Linked DNA regions of Siniperca chuatsi: region 2 is linked to region 1. Evidence: chromatin contacts called from public Hi-C data. All regions are on one chromosome and are shown on one strand. The core of a region is the stretch at or near the end of the contact, and the rest is flanking DNA. Distances in the headings are between cores, read along the strand shown.

What was found. A called contact is a pair of places that touch in the nucleus more often than the background predicts.
Region 2: a Hi-C map of liver shows a contact between it and region 1, with 3 times the contacts expected there. The contact joins the enhancer-like site here to the promoter of LOC122874993 in region 1. A contact is called at or near these places in 3 of 3 Hi-C or Micro-C datasets (liver, skeletal muscle and an unstated tissue).

What each region holds. Positions count from the first base shown.
Region 1 is chrLG4:8,820,848-8,826,476 of ASM2008510v1, forward strand. It overlaps LOC122874993 (zinc finger protein aebp2-like), which reads right to left and starts at 3,366. Exons shown (of 9, transcript XM_044193648.1): 1 at 2,712-3,366; 2 at 1,402-1,612; 3 at 168-275. The coding sequence starts at 3,253. It overlaps LOC122874634 (pleckstrin homology domain-containing family A member 5-like), which reads right to left. Exons shown (of 29, transcript XM_044192767.1): 29 at 5,596-5,629.
Region 2 is chrLG4:8,885,315-8,890,943 of ASM2008510v1, forward strand. The region is part of intron 3 of LOC122874634 (pleckstrin homology domain-containing family A member 5-like); the gene reads right to left. Among protein-coding and RNA genes, the nearest start is that of LOC122874636, 26 kb to the right of the region's middle. Within about 2 kb of position 2,272, the one cell type or tissue checked has an H3K27ac peak away from gene starts, as active enhancers do. A contact at or near this core is called in liver, where this site is marked.

The DNA of each region.
Region 1 (5,629 bases), core at 2,116-4,615:
ATACTCAAACATACACATTGCAACCAGAATTCTATATTAGCGAAAAAACAAAGATGATGGTCCAGTCCAGATGTTGATATAAACAGAATATTTTCATATGGAAAAGTTCACTGATCATCAGGAGAAACAGCTGCAGATGTACATTGTATCTGAGTTATTGTTTTTACCTTGAAGGGCTTATCTCCACTGTGGGTCAACATGTGCCTCTGGAGCCAACTTTGACTGGTGGACGGTGTGTTATACACCTTACAACCCTTCCATAGACACACAAACACCTGAGGGACAAAGAGAGACAGACATGAAGAGAGGAGAAGGAGTTTATAAAGGCATAGTAAAGAGACCAATAAAAAGACTGGGGCAGTACAGCAAAAGAAAAGAAGTGAGTCATAGCAAAACAACAGTGAAAAAGAGAGGTTAGTAGTTAGACAGCTTGGAGAAAGATTATTAGACAGAAAGACAAAGAGAGAGATTTCAATTATATATGTAAAGTTGCCTAGTCCTAACTTCCATTCTCTGGAGTCTGGGGGAGTTACTTGAATGCAGAAACAAGGGGGAAGAGGTCTTGTGTGTTTTTCTTGTATCTCATTTGTTTTGTCATCTGACCATCACAGCTGGTTTATTTTGTAAAACTTTGTCTTAACTATGCAGGCAGAAGCTATAAATACTGTATATTGCACATTAAAACAGTGGCATAGATAATGCACTTGGCCTCCAAAACAAGATCAAATTTGTGTACTGCTGCACTTAAAGGTCGGTCCAAAACGGTTTAATATTCATGTTTATCACATTTTTGTACATAAGGTATATTCTGAGTGCATAGTAATTTAATGATGCTGCCAACTGGGTGGCATACAGTATCAAGCAATCAATAAAACGTAAAAAGGCAGTTCACACAAAATAAGGAAAAACCCAATTTTCTCACTTACTGTACCTCTAATGATATCTAGCCAATCAGAAAGGTTCAGTTTTATGTTTCCAAGTTTTAAGATATCTGTCTCTAAGATTTCTGCCCTCAACCCCAACAAAATGAAGGTGAATGTAATTTTGTTTGTAGTGTTCACAACATTGATACATTATATTTTTAAAAGTTCAACAACAACAGCTCTTTCCAAAATCAGTGTACCCCTTACTCCAGATAATCCACAGAATGCACTGAGAATAGATTCCAAAAGGACTATTTCTCCAGCAGAAGGTAGTTTCAATGAAAACTGCCTACAGCTATTTGAGCCGACCCTTTAATACTCAATGGTTGCATGCAGTCCAATTGTAGCAAATGTTTTGGTTGTCTGGACTGTTAATGCTAAGCTACAGCAAAAACAGACATTATCTTGCTTGGCTACCTGTCAGACAGAATAAAAGAGATGAACACGAAGCTTGTCCAAAGGTTTAAAGTCTACTGACCCCTCCTCTCTGCCCATCAACATGAATGCCCCTGATATGCTCTGCCAGATCAGGACTGGAGTTGAAGCACTGTGGACAGAGGTCCCAGCAGCAGGGGTAAGCCACTGTCTTAGCCCCGGAGGAGCTCGCGCTGCTCTGTCCATTCATCATAGCAGGGGTGGAGCGCCCACTGGACACGGTGCTCTCCATCTCCATCAGGGTACTGCTGATACTGAGAGAGAGGAGAGGGTGGGGTGGGTAGAGAGAGAGAGGAAGGTAGAACATGGGTGCTAAGGCCATCAAGAAGACCTTCATAGCTTAGATCAGGCTTTGCACAGCCGTGAAGAACAGGTGCAGATATTACTAGCCACATTAAATAGTCACTATGCATGAAAGCCTACAGGCTGCAACTGATTTTCCATGCATGCCACTTTCATCACTAATGCCAAATCAATTATATCTTTGTATTCAATGCTCCTAGCATTATATTATTAATTTACTGTGCTGTCAACATCACCAAAAGGACTCATAGGACTCCTTACCATTTCCAGTCCAATGTTTGAGTCCCAGTTTTATTAATGAGATCAGTAGTCCCCCTTGAGTGAAAACTGTTTTGACTATTGCTGCTTCACTTGGATATTTGACCTTCACTGTGCAGAATGATGTATGTGCAGAGTTTGAAACCAGAAAGCTGTTTTCTCATTCTTCTGCTTAAGATGTAAAGTTTATCTGTGGTTACCTTAAATCTGAGTTGAAGGCCTGTATGTACTGTACAACATGATTTTGTGACATAACTAGTTTGGAAGCCAATATGAAACTTAAACAAGTGTGATGGGGAAACTCGAAACCTCTACCACACATATGCTGAAAATGGACTTTTCAGTGAAGTAGGAGACATCTTGCATCCAGCGGTGAAATAAAAAATATTTGCACATACATAGATTGTGGATTTTTCAATGTAGGAGAAGGAGTAGATGAAGATGCATTTTTAAAACGGTAATGTTAGGATAACGTTTTTTGTGGGAAAACCACATCAGGCACAAATAATTATCCAAGCAGTCTTTTATGTCTTAAAAGAAGTCCGATCTTAAGTAACTAGCTAATATGAAAATATGACAAGTTAAAATGAGAATGAATGAGGGGTATGAGATTTTTGGTTGGTAGGTTGATAACATAAATGAGTAGATTTTTTGATAGCTCGACCTGCAAAAAACTCAAATAATCCTGTGCTAGTTCACAGATGGGATGGAAGGACTACTACTGTCCGCAGCTACTGTAACCCGATCACACCCAACACTGGTCCAGAATAACCTGTCAATTCTCCGACCAACCTGTCCTCAGAGTCCATACGGCTCAGCGGTTCACCATCCGAGGACGATATCTCCACACTCGGCCGCCTCTTGTCTCCCAACTCCCCGCAACCGCCGCTGGGTTTCTCACCATCTTCACAAACTGTTTTGCTCTTTTCGCAGTCTATCCCCGAACACAGGCTGTCCTCTCCTGGCTCCTCCTTCGTTTCTTTCATTGCGTTATCGTTTGCGGGTTCGTTGTTACCATCTCCCGGGCTTTGCTGTGACTCTGGCTTTCGCTCCGGTTCTTCAGGAGCGGCTGTCGCCTCCTGGTTGACCGTTATAGCACTGTCGTCTGTAACCGCCTCGCTCGCGGCCTTGTCTGCCGCTGCAGCGGGCTTCTCTTCGCCGGCCTCCGCGTCCACCTCTTCCATTTTCGGTTCTACACTAGTACGTGGTTCTTCTGTTTCCGGTTCGGTAAGGCCCTTTTCTTTATCCTCACCGTTGCCCTCGTTTGTCTCTATGGGCAGTACATCGTTCTCAACACTCAGTGCGGGTGTTTCTTCTGTAGCCGCAGCAGCCATTTCAGCGGCGTACGTACCGTGAGACACTTTCGGTATTAGAATTTAACCGTGGCACCATCAAGTGCTTCCCTGCAGAAGAAGGGCTGGGTCAAATCAGTCTGCTCTCTGATTGGTCAGAGGCGGCACGAGGAGGAGAAAGTCTGACGTTGGTATTTAAATTCCCCATGTGTTTCCGTAATCACAAAGCTTCTTTTAAATGGGGGAGTTCTTGAGTTCCCAATTTAAGGCCAGAGGACCTTCCTTCAGGAAACCATGCATAATAACTTTAGCTTAGTTTTAATATTAACATTAATTAGGGTATTATTATTTAGGGTCTTGGATAATACTGTTGTGGCTTTGTTCATGGTTAATAATTTTACAAATGCTCTCTAAGCCATTAATAAGAACTTTTGGGCTGCCAGTTTGTGAAAAATCCCTTTAACTGGTGTTTAAGCTCCTCCAGCAGGACACTTTATTCAATTTATGGTGACAGTCATGTAGTTAATCAGGTAAACAATGTAATGGACCACTTACCATAAGCCTGTAAAGTATCTGGACCAAAATAAATATATTAATATCTTATTTGCATTTTTAACTGTAGACTTGATGGCCTATTAAAAAGTGTTAAATCCACAAGCATTTATTTACAGGATAACTCATTTTTATAACTGCAGTATTGCCAGAGAGGAACATTACATTTGGCAACCCTTGCCAGGTTTGTGAAAAAAGTTGCTCTTTTTAATGGCTTATAACTGATTTATAAAGCATTAGCAAATTATTTATTAACCATCAATAAAACTACAACTACCACTGGCCTGGGGCCCCCAAACCCCATGTCAGTAGGGGCCAAACAGCAAATTTTTGCACAGGAGCCCCAAACAGGTTAATCCAGCCATTAACTCAACTGGAATAAGGTTGGACATAACAATTTGGAAATATGGATACATTCCCTCTCAGCTTTTGTTGCGTATCATATTAAAACATTTCAGGAACTTGACAAAGGATGTGTTGTATCAAATTTTTATGACACATAGAAACTGGAGCCATCCTACTTGGGCTCTGTGAATTTGAAATCTGGGAAAGATGAGGTCTCCACTATCATATATGCTGTGTACAAATTTACTGCAAGACATCACCAGTGTTGCAACAGCAGAATGACCACAAGAGGGAGCCATAGGCCTATATTTAAACTGGCTGTCACTCACACTGAGGACCTCAAGCCACACTGACCAAATTAAATCATCCCACATTCACCTCTATCTGTACCCTACAAATTACCCATTTTACATTTGATTATTTCTGATGAAGCTGATCATTTAAATGATTAGATATAGAGCACTATTCAAGCGTAAAACTCTGAATGTTCACAAATGTTTTATGACCTGAATGCAGAAATCTAGGATAAGCTTTTCCATATTGTGTCAAAATTCAGAGTTAATGTTAACATATTTGACTGTACACAAGTCCACAGTTCTCATGTTGCAGGAGAAAGTTGAACCTGAGCTCATGAACACAAGAGAGTAGGTTTTACATGGCTTTATTCTCAGCTTGTCCATTGCAGTTAGTCACAAGGGTGATAAAGAACAAAATGCAACCGCTTATTAAGAACAGCAACATTTATTTAACATGATATAAAACAGATGGAATATGAATATTTGCAAATCAAATCTAGTATGTAACCATATATTGGATACATCCTCCCATCTTGCTTTACCATGTACAGTATATACACAGTAAACCTCTGATAATTACACTTTGTACACACACAAAAAATAATCCTGGATCCACAAACATTTTTATTGCTTTTTACATGTGCTAATGTTTTTTTTTGTTCCAAGACTTCAAACCAACATTTCATAAACTAGAACCAAACTGATTTTTTCCTTCTGTCAGTTTAAATATATCTCAGCAAGCAATAAAAAAAAAGATAGTATAGAGTGACTTAAGCCAGAACATTCACAAATGTCGGCAAAAATGCGACAGGGACTGCAGAAGATCCCATTTTTAAATAATTACAACCCAGAAACAGGAGAAATTACAAATAATCTTTGTCTTCAGCAATAAAGTTGCCCCTCTTTTCATTATAATGGAGGGATCTATATCTCTCATAAACTCATATCGACAAATGTTCTTTTCAATAAATGGATACATATTGAGATGAATTATGAAAGACTTAAGTGAACTAAAATTATGTGAAACCATTTTGGACTGACGGTGAACCGTGAATGAAAAATGTGGCATGGCCCAAAACATTTTGTCACAGGCCCTGGCTCACAACAGAGCTCAGTCTATTAGCCTAATATATATATATATATATATATATATATATATATATATATATATATATATATATATATATATATATATATATATATATGACAGACAGACGTTGGCCCA
Region 2 (5,629 bases), core at 1,022-3,521, 63 kb after region 1:
CATGAATTGTTTAATAATGGATTTGCAGAGCATAATAAGAAAATCAAGGACTTGGACATAATTCTCAAGTTCTCTAATGAGAGCATGGTAAACTATAGCACACATGGTTAGCTACTGAAATACTGTGGCACAACCATATACAGTCTATGCGAACAACACAAGCCAATACTAAAATAACTCTGAATGCATGACAAACCATGAAATCGTATTCACAGTGGTATCATCCTTAAGACAACTAATTATAAAAACCACAGTTAAACTGCACAGACCCTTAAACACGCAGTCACACTTCCTCCAGGTAAATGCTAGCTGAGAAGTGTTAATAAAATAAAATAAGTCAGGCCTCACTGACTTTCAGCTTCCACAGTGGACACATAAAAAGATGCACACAGTTCATTGTGAGCCTAATGAACATATCAACTCTTGTCTTTGGGTGTAATGAGCCTGTTGGGAGTGGATAATGTAGGCCATGGTGCTGATTTGGTAGAGCCAATAACACCAACCCATCCACACCCACGGGGAGCCTCCCTAACCAACTACAAAATTGATTATTATACAGCAATGGAGAAGCACAGCGCTGCATGTTTCATCACCCATTCTATCAGCTCATTTCCCTCCTGAGATTATGTTTTAGTTTCAGATTGATTATGGAGAAGCCTTCAGATGCAGAATCAGCTTCTACCGCACAAATGTCTATATATACAGTACAGCAATAGAGCTGAGACAAACTTTATGCTATGAATGTAATCAACTCTGCTCCACCAGACGTGAGGCAATGTGTGTCTGCATGTAATAAAAGATAAAAGTTATGTATCCATTGACAAAATAACATTAATCTCCCTACTAAACAACCATAACCTTATTTGCTCAGTGACTCCAGATCTACATCCGATTTACATTCATCACAGCCAGGAGAACAATTTACAATCTCCAAAAGCCCCTTTTTCTCTCACGACTACTCCTTTATTGCTAAAGGACTGAGTGCAAACTGTCTATTCAACTCAACTGTTCAAGTGGATTTTATGACACTCACTTATTTGAAGACCAAGCTAATTCCCTAAATGCATAAGAATAGGAACAAAGAACTGAAATGGTAAAGAATTTCTTTTGAATTAGTTAGTTAGTCACAGCCGCACAACTGAATTGCTTCAACAGGTGCAGTTATATGTTTGAGAGGGACAGGATGAAATTCACACTGGAAAAGTGACAAAACAAAGTATAACCAAAAACTAAATATGTATACTAAATTAATGCTTGATTTTTGAGAATGCTGTTGATGTACACTTTTGTCCCACAATGTAATGCACAGAGGAAATGGAGGAGTTACTCAGTCCAAAAAAATGTAAACAATTTGGGAATGGGGGTGAGACAACTCCAAAAATACCAAAATACAAAATAAGCAGTAAATATTTGGAGACATTTTGCTTTTTCCTATTGAAGTTTAATTTGAAGTGGAATTCTAAAGTTGCTGTTAGACTGAAGTCCAACAGCGCATGTATTATATAATTTCCTGTTAGTATAAAATGGTAAATACTGTGTTAATTGCTCTATGCTAAAAGCAAAAACAGTATACTATGAAGATTAGTATAGTGCATATTGTATACATACACAGTTCATATTTTAGTATGGAATTAGGACACAAGCGACTAGGACAGAACCTCAGGCCATGCTCCTCCTCCTCCTGAGGTTTGTGTTTTTTCCTTGCATTTTAGCCACATGTTGAGATGGGAGGGGTCACCTGACCTGATATTATCCACCTGGGTTGGCCAGGCTATTTAAGATGGCTCCTCATTCTGTCTCTTTCTCTCTCCTACCATCATCACCTCTCATCTTGTTTATTTTTCTTATTTTATTTTCCCACACAATACCATATATCCACTCAAAAATTTGTTGAGTGGCAGCCAAATGTAATGGACTATTGGCAGGACAAAATAAGGAATTTTGAAGACATCAATGTGGGCTCTATGAAATTGTGATGGGCATTTTTTTCACTATTTTCTCACATTTTATTGACCAAAGATTAATCGATTAAACTGTAAAATAATCAATAATGAAAGTGACAATAATAGTAAAACATTGTTGTAGTCCTCGAATAAAACACTGGCTAACTTTCTTTAAATCCTGTGTGGTCTCCCTCTTTGTCTAGTTCATTGAGCACACACAGAGAGAGAGAAATGTGGTGGTAGTAGTAGAACGGGGTTTTGATCCACTACCTAGCCTTCAGCAGTGCTGAGCATGCTCAGTAGGCCTGCCAGAGGGCCAGGCTACTGCTTTGGCATACTTCTGATAAAACCAATAATGTCATGGAAAGTTTCTTTCCAATGAGTGTGCCTGACAGAGAGTGTGTGACAGAGAGGAGTGTGTGTGTCCTCAATATAGGAGCAAAATCCAATCTCATCAACCGCAGCCACAAACAAATAATACTACCCCTGGTGATGGCCATTATTGATCCGTCTATCATCCAGGACTTTAACAAACAAAGATATGAACATATTGTAGTTGGAGGAAAAGCCATAACCACAATTGCAGCTGAAGGAAAAAGATTTTAATTCCAGATCGACAGAGAGATTGAGAAAATGGCAGCCTTTAACTGACACTGTAATGAAACGCAATAAAGGATCTGTTAAGCTCTAGTTCCTCTAGTCCCCAGGCAAAGATAGCTGCTAGCGTGAGCAGAGAGATGGGGCAGCACTGCCTCGCTCAGACATCAGTCCAACTGATTATAGAAAAGATGACCAACAGAAGTGGGTCAGCCATGAGAGTGACAGTACAAGATATTTTGAGAGATGGAGAGAGAAAGAAAGTGAGAGAAGTTCATGTAAACAGTGTTTGTTTACACCTGAAAGACACAGAGCCTGTAACCATGCCAGATGATATTTATAGCAACATGAGTGTTACCTTACAATTACATGTACATTTGTTGATTACAGTCATAATTTTGTCAGGCCGTTTTTAAAACCAGATGAGCTCTCTGGCAGCAAGCAAAAAACACTCATCAGGTGCTGTGGATTGTCAAATATTATCATCCTCAGGCTGCAGGAAAGCAAACAGCAGAACAAACACTGTGGAAAGCAAATATTCCAGTTCTTGCCTACAGTTTCAGTCATGTGAAGTAGAAGAGCCTTGATAAACAGCTTATTAACTCACCTTATCAGTTATACAGCCTACTCTTTGGTGACTTATCTGATTGTTACCTTTGCTGTGCATTTACTCTGTTAGGTGCATAATATGTATTAGGTAAACCAAATAAAATGGCACTGCAAAAGATCAGCGACTGATAAAACGTAACAGAGGACAGAAGTTCTGTACAGACACAAAACCCGATAGAAATACAAACTTCTGTGCAGACAACAACAAACAAATCAGACGTCACGCTGAATACTGAATCCTAGAAGAAATGGATTGGCTACAGCTTCAAAACTCCAACTCCAACTGCTGTCTTGTCAGAAAGCCTAATCCAAGTCACAGAGAAGCAATGGTGAACTTGAAAAACACACTGACACAGGATATGACTGCTCCACACTCAAATGGGGGTAATTTGTATTTAGTTTCTCAGTCAACAAATGTGAACATGTTCCTTCTGTATTAGGCATATTAGCATGTTCAGGTGGTTGCCATAACGGCATTTGAGATATCTGTCTCTCACCAGGATTCAAAATATTGCAGGGAGACAGTGTAGTTGTACCTCATAAGCACTTGAGTAGCCAGTTTGTACCTATAGGCTATTTTTTAGTGCAAGGTGCAGATAAACTTGTGAGTATTGCTAATAAATAAAATAAAAGTACAGGGCCTAAGTGCATCCCAAACTATGTCTCCACTGATTTTCCCACATTCCCACTGATTTGACATTCTATTATAGCACCCTGCTAATCCATATTTGAAATGGGGTCAATCAATGCCACTCTTAAACATGGACTGGGCGTGAGTGCTGGGCAGTCAACTGAGTTAGTGACTCAATCTAATGGGAGTTTGGCACGTTCAGTTATTTCTCCTCTCATCTCCTCTCATCTACCCTCATATTCCTCATTCAGATCAACGAAGTCTAATTCTGACTTTATAGCATGAAGCTAATTTGTAAAGCTTTGAATTTGGATGACATCATCTCTGAGACAGACTCATCAGAGGGAGAAGCCACATTTTTATCACTTTTACAGGGAGTGTCTCCTCTTAGGTCACCCGCTGTTGTTTTTGTAGGTGCAGCTGCATTACTCAAATCCTCTGAGAAAAAGAACAAGAAGCTACTTCTGTCGGGGGTTCAAATCCTGTTCCTTTACAGCTCAGCACGCCTACAACCAAGCAGTCAGGTCCAGTTTATTCATAATTACTGTGGAGGGATGATATTGTTTCATAGAAACAAGCTCCATGTAAATCTGTTGTAAATTTTTCGGCTGCAGCTCCCACCTTGTTAGAGCCCTCTAACCAACAGCTGCATGTGTCAGGTGTAGAGTTATAAGGGGTCACAAAAGCAATACATCAACATCCTGACAAGTACACAGATTATAAGAAGGAAGGGAATTACTTGGAAAGAAAGGAGAGAGCGAGACAGAGTAAATTGGGTGAATGGTTCAACCTAGCTGACTAAACTGCTAAAACAATATAAAAACTAAAGAACTAATGCTGTCCACATTTCCTTAAGGTAAGGTGAAACGACACAGACAAACAAAAACTGCAGTAACATGGGCCACGTGCACAGGGCTATTTCCATAAAAAAAGGTAGCGGCTATGTGAGAAGCAGTGAGCAGTAAGACAGAACAGTAGGATGTAAACATCCTCCTACTCTTGGCAGAGGCAAGGCTTTTTATTTTCTAAGTGAAACATGCACTTAAGTATGCCACTTACCTGGATTGATGATGCAACAAGCACACAAAGTGGGGGCGAGGAGGGAGAGAAAAAGGAAAACAGAAAATGTGTTGTTAGCAAGAGTGCACAACATTGCAAGTACTTACAAGTACTGTAAACCTCTCTTCTCACAGTTATTTGCATGCACTCTGTAATAGAAGTATATTTTTTTAAATGGAGAAAAGTTTCTAATTATAATTACAATTTTCATAGAGATGTTATGGCCGAAATCACAAACACTGCCCTCCAATGGCTTCAATCATTAGTTACAAAAATATCTACAGAACAGTACAAAATATGGCATACATTTGTCAAATATAATAATATAATCACGTAAATCCAATAAGAATAAGTAACAGAAGTGCAACTTTGGGAGAAATGGTTTCAGTTTACCCAGGGTGTTCAATCACAAAGAAATAGATAGAAAATCCCCTTATATGAAAACTGTTTACAGTTTACTGGTACCAGCATCTAACTTAAATAATACAAATATATAATCTGTAAGATAAAATATCACATTTGAAATGAACTAGACTCTCCATTGAGTCAAACTGACAAATGCAACACAGACCTCCTTTCCTCAGTTGTCATGTTAGAATATTAAAACTGGTTTATATCATGGAGCATTTTATACTACATTGAGGCCCTCTGCTGGGTAAAATAGTGATTACACTTGGTTAGCAAAATCACAAATAGCATGCAGGCTGACATCTGGTCTTAATCTCATTGCTTATTTCTCACTTTCAGCAGCACTGTCAGCTACCCCTACAGCTGGAAAAGGATGCAAAGA